Regions from separate parts of the Zea mays genome. Here regions 1 and 3 are each linked to region 2. The links are chromatin contacts, called in public Hi-C maps. All regions are on one chromosome and are shown on one strand. The core of a region is the stretch at or near the end of the contact, and the rest is flanking DNA. Distances in the headings are between cores, read along the strand shown.

Evidence for each region. Hi-C and Micro-C count contacts between places; a contact is called where the count stands out from the background.
Region 1: a contact with region 2 is called in a Hi-C map of leaf, with 9 times the contacts expected there. The contact joins the promoter of LOC100281257 here to the promoter of LOC100276450 in region 2. A contact is called at or near these places in 6 of 25 Hi-C or Micro-C datasets (ear, endosperm, leaf and 2 more).
Region 3: a Hi-C map of leaf shows a contact between it and region 2, with 7 times the contacts expected there. The contact joins the promoter of LOC100384748 here to the promoter of LOC100276450 in region 2. A contact is called at or near these places in 2 of 25 Hi-C or Micro-C datasets (ear and leaf).

What each region holds. Positions count from the first base shown.
Region 1 is chr3:13,849,390-13,852,502 of Zm-B73-REFERENCE-NAM-5.0, reverse strand. LOC100281257 reads left to right here and starts at 1,701. Exons shown (of 9, transcript NM_001367883.1): 1 at 1,701-2,141; 2 at 2,263-2,318; 3 at 2,958-3,072. The coding sequence starts at 2,010.
Region 2 is chr3:14,140,924-14,143,756 of Zm-B73-REFERENCE-NAM-5.0, reverse strand. LOC100276450 reads left to right here and starts at 1,410. Exons shown (of 12, transcript NM_001150238.2): 1 at 1,410-1,577; 2 at 2,494-2,573. The coding sequence starts at 1,512.
Region 3 is chr3:13,736,730-13,740,031 of Zm-B73-REFERENCE-NAM-5.0, reverse strand. It overlaps LOC100384748, which reads left to right and starts at 1,306. Exons shown (of 14, transcript NM_001363314.1): 1 at 1,306-1,418; 2 at 1,541-1,668; 3 at 2,710-3,209. The coding sequence starts at 2,736.

The DNA of each region.
Region 1 (3,113 bases), core at 452-2,951, 290 kb after region 2:
ACACGAAGGATGGAGCAGAGCCGAAGTTGTACGCAAGGGAGCTTCGGCATGATGACAGAAAAGAGAAAACCGACTTAAAAAGGAAAAGACTATTTAGACCCGGATAAATTACTATAGAGTTGTTGTCATAGGCAAAGGGCCTGGATGTAATTTTACATGGGCTGCGACCCGTGCCTATAAATAGATGAACAGTACTCCCGTACTGTTCACGCTGACTGGGCATTCACTTTTGTGTCACGCCTGTATTCTCTTTCCTTCAAGCCGAAGATACATTTGTAATTTATCATTGTTTACACAAGTGATACAAATGAAAATAGATTAATAATAATGTTTACAGAAATTATGTTACTTTATGTACTTTGTTTGAATGTTCTCCATCTTTTATCATGATCATGAAGGTATGTCCTTCATGACCTTCGTCCTAAATTCGTTATATCCAAAGGGAAATAATGATTTGAAGGACGAAGAGCTTTGATATTTAATATTTTATGTTGCCTTGTTTTTTATTCATAGCATTTGAGAACAAGTCCCCAACATCTATTAAACCTAACTAATCCATAATTAACACATTTTTATTATAGCAAAAATAGGCTAATCATGAAATGGTTACATTTAACTCATCCATCCTATGAATTTGTTGTGACTTATATAATTAGTTTTATAATTAGCGCACATTTAGTCGTTCTAATTGATATCCAAAATCCGAACTAAACTTGGAGTCTGTTTGTTTGCGATTATAATCTACCTAGATTATATATTCCATCTTATTTTAAATTTAGTGTTAGTTCAAAATAAATTAAATTATATAACCTGGACAATTAAGCTATTAGCACGCATTTGGTCCAAAGAGGTCGTAGCCTTACAATTTCCCTTCGCGTGGCACTTAGAACATCTTCAATAGCGCCTCAAATAGATGTCTTATTTTTAAATATAGGGCCTAACATAAAAAGGTAACTTCAAAAGTGCCATATTTTATAAAGTTTTATAAAAAAACATAGTGCACATACCAAAGCGTTGCAAACGACGACGGCACCAAGGCATCAAGCAAACGAAGTACGAGCCAAACAGTTAGCGAAAAAATGGTTCCCAACGAGAGATAGAGGGTGCCAATTTGTTTTTGTGGGTATGAAAAAAAACGAATTTCAATTACTTAACTGATTAAGAACTTTACTATTAGAGCATAGAATATTTTTAGACCCCGCTTCAATTGATACCTCTTTTTTTTATTTATAGGGCACTATTTTAGATATGTTGTTGGAGACGATCTTATATTTTTCAGAGAGAATTCGAGACGGAACTCCTACAACTACAAGCTGCAGCTGCACAGGTGGAAACGTGTCGCGAAGCTATTTCAGTATTGGCCGCCAATGATTCGCTCTACCGCGCTCAGGTGGCGCACTGTTTTCTGCTACGAAATGCCAAAGAAAGCATTCTGAAACCGTAGCAAGCAGGCAATTCCCGACGCCAGGACACGTTGGCGTGCTTGGCAATCAGCGTCAACGAGCACACGTGAGCACGCCACGCCCCGTACCCGCAACAAATCCGGCGCGCGCCTGGTCGTCCGGCCCCACCACCCCACCGGCCCGGGCGCCCGCGGCACCACCAGCCAACCGCGCGCCTCCACGTCGCGGATCGCGCTACGAGCCCTTGGCTCGACAGACGACAGGTCAGCCGCAACAGCTTTCTCGTTCGATCCCTTCCCCCCCTTCACTTTCTCCTCCTCGTGAAGCGAGCTCTCCACGCCCCTGCGATTCCATTTCCATCCTGCCCGCTCCCAACTTCAAAACGGCCGCGGCGCAGATCCACACGCACGGGCAGGCAGGCAGGCATACGGACAGGACCGCCGCCGCAGCTTTCAAATCCCGGGGCGGATTACCCTGCAGACGGAGCCCACAGCCCAGCACCGCAGCAGTCCACCGGGATCTCGCCTTCGTCGCCCCGTGTCGCGTCGCGCCGGTGGCCGAGCCTGGGGACGCTAGCTAGAGCCTACTACTGTAGACCGTAGAGCCATGGGGAACAGCATCTACCGGTTCCTATGCGGCCTGTGCGCGCCCTCGTCGTCGGAGCACGGGCTCCACGGCGCGCACCCCGCCGTCGCCGCGCTCGGCCGCGACGTCCTCAGCTTCCAGAGCACCTCGCAGGTGAGCCGCGCGAGCTCAATTCCCCGATTGCGCGTTTGGCGCTGCCGCGGTGCGGTGTCGGTTTTGCTCATCTGGTGCCTGGTGGTGCTCTGCTCTGCTGTGCTGTGCTGTGTTTTTTTAGGTTCCGGACGAGCTGAGCCGGCACGTCGTCTCCTCCAAGAAAGCGCAGGCGAATTGGTACGCAATTTCTCTCCGCTTGATTTCCCTTGCACCGGTCCGACCGAACTGTCGTGGTTGCGAGGGCTTTTGATGAGTGGAGCTCAGAAGAGGACTTTATCTTAAAAATTAATGGAAAAACATAGCGGTGGTAATTAACTTTAGCTTCTGAATTTTGTGGCCATAGTAGAACGAGACAGTGAGATAAATTCAGTGCAGCGTGTGGTAACATATTTGTCTACACCCTAGTAAAATAAAAAGGAAACAAAGCTTTATATTTATGGCGATAACGAAGGACAGATGGCAGTAGACTCTAGACTCCGTCACTGCCATCACAGTCACAGTGAGCAGCTACTAGTAGTCTAGCACTACAAGATTAGGGCACTACTCTACGTCTTCCTTTCTTTACAACCGAAGAACTTTTGATAACAAAAAAAACCTAATGAGTTCCCGTACTTGATATAATGTCGCCAGCTGATTTATTTGTCGTTGAAGTAAATTGCGTCATTTAACTGCTAAATTAGTCGGGAAAACCACCGCGGTAGCTGGTACTAGTTGGCTGCGGAATTATGGTTTTCATCATGACGACAACCGACGAGGGGTGAGCACCCGCATCTCGTCGGGTTTGTAAAACTAAAAAACTCTCTGCGCTCATGTAAGGTACAAGAAGCTGCTGGTGGCATGGAAGAAAGCCCGGCCGCCTCCGAAGACGCCCGAGGAAGCCGCGGCCTTCGTTGTGCAGACGCTCAAGAACCATCAGAAAGCAGATGTGGAGGTACCTCCAGCTTCCTCCCAACCGCACGCGTTCCTTCCTTC
Region 2 (2,833 bases), core at 161-2,660:
GTCCGGTGCACACCGGACAGTCCGGTGAATTTTAGCCGTACGCCGTCGGCAAATTCCCGAGAGCGGCGTCTTCAGGTCGAGGCAGCCTGGCGCACCGGACACTGTCCGGTGCACCACCGGACAGTCCGGTGCCCCAGACCGAAACAGCCTGTTGGCTGTACACAGCCAATATTCTCCTTTTCTTCTTCTCTCTGTTTCTAACACTTAGACAAATATATTAGTACACAAAACCAATGTACTAAGACTTAGAAACATACCTTTACTTGTGATTTGCACTTTGTTCAACCATGTGCATAAGTTCACATTTAAACACTTGTGTTTGCACTCAATCACCAAAATACTTAGAAATGGCCCAAGGGCACATTTCCCTTTCAGTAACCCTGGGGGTGGACACCCTGAGTAACACCTGGGGTGTTACACTGTGTCCCGATTGATTGAGAAGAGAAGCTCATTCGGTCTATGTGACCGTTTGAGAGAGGGAAAGAGTTGAAAAAGACCTGGTCTTTGTAACCACATAAACGGGGAGTAGGTTTGTAAGAACCGAACCTCGGTAAAACAAATCATCACGTCACATTCTTCATTTGTTTGTGATTTGTTTTCACCCTCTCTTTCGGACTCGTTTATAATTCTAACGCTAACTTCGGCTTGTAGTTGTGCTTAAGTTTATAATTTTCAGATTCCGTCTATTCACCCCCCTCTAGGCGACTTTCAATTATCACTTCTCTATTTATTTAGCACATGAGAGCTTATTTAAATGTGTTGAACAATTAATCACCAAAACATAATAGAAATTGACCAAAGGCACATTTCTCTTTCAGCCTCCCACTCATGTCCTGCAAACCCCTCGGATTGCGGAACATTTATGGCCCATGCACCCCCGCTCTGCAGCGCACTCATGACCTATCGGACTAGGCCTGCGTGTACAGACCGTTGGCAGGGCGCAACACGACAAGCAGCACCGAGCCCCATGCTACAAAGGCCAGGGGTCGTGTCTTATGTGTTGTGTGAGTTGTGGGCTTGTGGACTGCTCGATATGGGGTTGGGCCGATCAACGGTGCATGGCCGGACTAAGGAGTGGGGATCGCTTTAAGATTGTAACTCTGGTGGTAAAAGCATCAACGTTAGGTTGCTATGATATGGCCGGACTAAGGAGTGGGCCGATCAACGGTGTGGGCTTGTGTACAATTTATTTGGCTCAGGAGTAACTCATGAGCCAGCTCGAGTTTGACCTGTTAAGAACTGAGTTAAGTTGTTAGGTCAGCTCGTCACTCATTTTCAACGATACGGGAATGAGTCGAGCGAGCCGAACCACGAGTTTTTTTAAAGCCCTAGATCTGGCCGCCCACTTCCAAACAGACCCTGACGATCGCTTTAAGATTCGCGCAAGCACGATCACCGCCCGTCAAGAGGCGATTCCTTAACTGACGCTGCGACTCCGATCACCCATCACCGCTGCCCTCTCTCCTCTGCCTACGCCGGCGCCGACGCCGGGGCTAGACCGTCGGGGAGTCATGTCGCGGTCTTTGAGCATGAGAGGTAGCATGAGGTCGCGCCGCGACCTACCTCCTCCCGGGAAGGTGAGGGATCCCCTCTACCCGTTCACCACTTCCCTCCCTCGGGTCTCGCGGGTGAGGTGAGCGCGCCCGCATTAGTGGGAGCGTCTGTGCCTCTCGGGCGGGCGAGCGATGGGCGAGTTGGATCTCGGGGAACCAACGTCTGCGTCCCCGGGCATCGCCTCTCATGGCCAATTTGTTGGAACTAGGGTTGCTGAAGACCTCCAATGCATGGCGACGCCGGCAAGCGTTCGAGAGGACATATATTCAATAATGGGTTGTTGAGTTTTGCCCGGTCGTCTGCACAAGGGTTACTGTACACTTTTTCTCGTTTCCATTTAAAAAGAAAGCAACGAGTAGTCCTGCATAATAAGAAGATCCTAACGTTGATGCTTTTACCACCAGAGTTACCATATCATAGCAACCTAACAACCATAATTCATGATTTCTCTTCCCCAAGCTTGGCGCCATTTACTCGAACGAAACCACAGTTCTTATATACAATTTCCACTATAAACTCTGAAAGTGCCTTTAATATTTTTCCGGTTTTTTCTTGTGAATTTTTTATAGCCACAGAAAACAGTCATTATGCATAAAGAGGGTACAATCATTCTGAAAGATAATTCAATGATAGCAGTCATTATCCATTAAGAGGGTAGAAGCATTTTGAAAAAAAAAACTATTCAATGATGTAAAAATATGACGAGTGCTTGCCCTACCACCAGGTGGCTTGTGTGTTTCGTCTAATGAGCCCTAGGTTGGAAAGTGAATGGATTTAGCAACAAAACCTTGCCCAATCTGTTCTAAAGTATTTCACTTCACCCTTTGAGCATTAGCTGTTATGCGAGCTTCTGCTTCCTTGGCAGCATTAAGTTGTATTAGGCACAAGTCCTGTAGAATTTTACTCAACCAATTCATAATTATGAGTTATGTGTCTCAGACAATTGAAAGGCTTGAGAGTATGGTTGATGGAGGAAATTTCTATGAAGCTCAACAAATGTACAAGTCAACCAGCGCAAGGTACTATGTATTGATCTCAATAACAATTGCACAATTTCAACAGCCTTATGTTTCAGTATATTTAAAAGTTTCTTATTACATGGTGGAGATAGTTGGAATATGTAAAATTCTAACCCTAATTCAAGGTTAGGAGTATATGGTAGAGGAGTTAGGTGGGCCAAGCCATTACAATAGGGGTAATTAGGTAAATACAGGAAAACCCTAACCTAACCTTAAATAGGAGTAACACCCCTGCAGTCTCAACTCTATCTTGTATAAAT
Region 3 (3,302 bases), core at 57-2,556, 400 kb after region 2:
CCGCGCCATCTGGTATGACTCTATCCGCCACCAACCAAGGTCAGCCGGCAACCCTCCCCTTCCCCGTCCTGGTCCGTCGCTTCTTCTCCTCTCTGGTTGGCGTGTTTCGTCGAACACTGTCTGCCACCGCGCTCGTGTCCGTTCAGGTCTTTCCGGTTGACTCCTCTGTTTCCTTCGTCGGCAGAAAAGCATGGCGACGCTTCCTCCCTCCTCTGCCTGACGACACCCTCGCCAAGAGCATTTGTCACCACTTCGTCCGCCCGCATCTAAATTAGCGGAGCGCAAAAGGAAATATAGGTATGGCTGAAAAAATAAAAAACGGTAAGAAACAAGAATCAAACCAACGACCTACATCTAAAAGTATAGAAGCTCATCCATTGCACCAAATCTTCATATATGACTATAATGGAAGATATAAATGTTTTATAAATTTAGGTATGACTGATGCTATACTAAGCCATAATAAATTTTCCAAACATCATCTAAAGTTATATTGTTTAGGCGATAAAACGTGATTAGACGCTAGAACGTGCGAACGTTTTAGTAAAGTAACTTAACGTTCTAGTAAAGTAACTTAAACGCGTTTTAGCCTATCTGCAACTGTTACCCCTAATTTTTTTCCCCTATATCACTTTTCCCTCTATTTTTTCATCTCCCGCAGCGATTCTCCCTAAATACTTCTCCTATACCCCATTACAACTATAAAATATCATTTTCTATATTAACTATCAATTTTTTATCTACTAACAATTATTCGTGGACCCACAATACAGTGTTTAGTGGATAAACAATGACACGCTAAATCTGGGGGAGAGACAAGGGAGCCGGCACGTAAAGGATGTTGTAGGGGCAGCGCTGCGGCCGTAGAGTACCCTTTACAGATGCCATGAAGGGGAGGGGATGCGGAGGGGCAGCTTTGCAGGCAGCCTTAGACCAACTCCAGCAGTGTGCGACTCCGTATCCCTAAAACGCGCGGCCGACACATTCTCTCTCATCTCCGTATCCGGCTCCGTTTCCAGCAACACTCCCCATCCCACTCCGCATGCAGTCTATGACACCTGGGCCCCGCCAGCAGGCGCGCGCGCACGCAGAGAGTTGCGGAGAGGAGAGAGAAAGTGTGGAAATGGGGAGCGCAGGGACACGGCGTCCATTTTGCGGAGAGGGATGCGGAGTCTGCTGGAGCGCGCAACAGTGCCTCAGACCGCGCAAAATGGGGATGCGGAGTCGGATACGGAGTCTTGCTGGAGTTGGTCTTAGGGCGTGGGCGTTTTACTCGTTCCGTAGTCGTTCTAGTCATTAGTGGACCTTTTTACAGCCAGCGCGCGTGGAGGCCTCCTCTCCTGAGCCAGCGCGTGGAGCTCTCCCAGACGGCCGCCCTCCTCAGCCAGCTGCCCACAACAGTCAGCCGACCGGCACAGGTACGCCGCCGGCCCTCCTCCCTCCTCCCTCTGCCCACAGTCCACTGCGCCGCGCCGCCCCGCCGCGCCCTCCACCGACCTGTGACCTCTCACCTCTGCGGCTCCCCTCCTCCCTCCGCAAGACCAGCAGCCAGTGCGAGTGTGGTGTGCCCGTCAAGTGCGGCAAGTGCGGCAGGGCGACCGTCGACGCGGGCACCCTACGCAAGCCTTCTTCTCCAGGGCGTCGTTTGCCAGCGACGAGCACCACCAGGTATACCTGCTTATCCTTTCGTGCTGTGCGACTCAGAACCCTAACATAAGCTATTTTGCTATATGTATTCGGATCTGATCTAATTACAAGTGTAGGCACGCCTTACTGGGTTCGCCCTTGTTCACACATATAATATAGCCGTTGCTCACCTTAGATTGAGGCAGGCCCCAGCAAGTTGCCCTGGACAATTTAGACGATGACAGCAGCTTAGTTGGTAAGGATAGCTCATGCGACTTGTTTAGGTAGTTGAGTTTGAGTTGGACACAATTAGCCACTCTGGGCTGACTGTTGATGATTTTTTTTAGATAATGGAAAAAATTCTGTTCCGGCTTTTTACAGTTGCTTGTATACGGCCTTACAAAACAGTCCACAGAAACATTGAATGAACTAGAAGTGACATAAAAGAAACCCTAAGATGTAGGCGGAAAATCACTAAAACATTGCAATTCTAGCATTAAACCGCCACCCATGCCTTGCAAAAATCTCCATAGCCACCACCTCCAAAGAGCGAAAAACATGGCCTTTTAATTTCTGCAGTAGCAACTAGCCATGGTAGAGCATATGATCCTAGCCTCTCATTTGCAAATAATAATCATGGCCTTTTAGAAGTGACTTAACAATGTTGTCCAGGTTCATAGTCTCATAGGGAAAAATAATGATTAGGATGATACATAGTAGAACAATTCATAGCAAGTATACGTCTAACGAGTCATTTGTACAGTGCGTATGGAAGGAAATGATCATTATCTTTCATTTTTTTTCTTGGGATCCCTTTACTCTTTCTTGAGTATGTGCCTGTTGATAATGATGTCTTGCTAAATTGTTTTTTTGGGATTTAGGAAACAGGAGGGGCCAGGGCCCCTACTGGAAAAGATGGATAAAACGAACAGTGGCACTAAATTACCACCACCCTGTTATCTGTCGATCCCAATTTTTTATTTCATTGAAGCTTCCTGTTCATAAAAATTCTTCTACTCATAGCTTTTCAACATTGTGATGTCACCACTTCTTTTTGATGATAATAAAAATCTCCTTGACCAGGTGCTTTGTGCTAGGATAGCAGTGCTATGTCAAAAGCTCCAGATGATCATTTGCAAGCAACTGAGCAGGAAGGAAGTGTCCATTCAAGTCAACAAGCAGGGCAACAACATGTGAATACAGCAGACCAGTTCTCAAAAACAGAACTAACTGAAGGTTCAAAAATTGAACAGCCTGTCCAAGTAGAGCAACAGAGTTCCCACCTACAACAAGCATATCCAGAAATTCAACTACAGCAGGCTGAAACAGATAGCTTCCAGTTAGCTGAAAAAGAAACAGGGTATTTTGGTCAACAGAGTTCTGCAGGCGCCAAGGTGGATGTAGCCCAGCCTTCAGTAGTTCAGCAGAATGCAAAGCAAACTGTTGGTCAACAAGCATCATCTGGTACCCAGGATACAAAGAAAGGACCATCGATACCATTTAATATGTTAATTCCAATCCTACAGGCACATCTTGACAGAGACAAAGATATGCAGCTTCAAACTGTTTGGGCAAAACTTAGGGTGCGTTTGTATCTCTCTGTTGGCATTCTTCAAACATAATACTATAATAGACACATGTGCTTCATCATTACCAACGAAAAGTGCATGACAAAT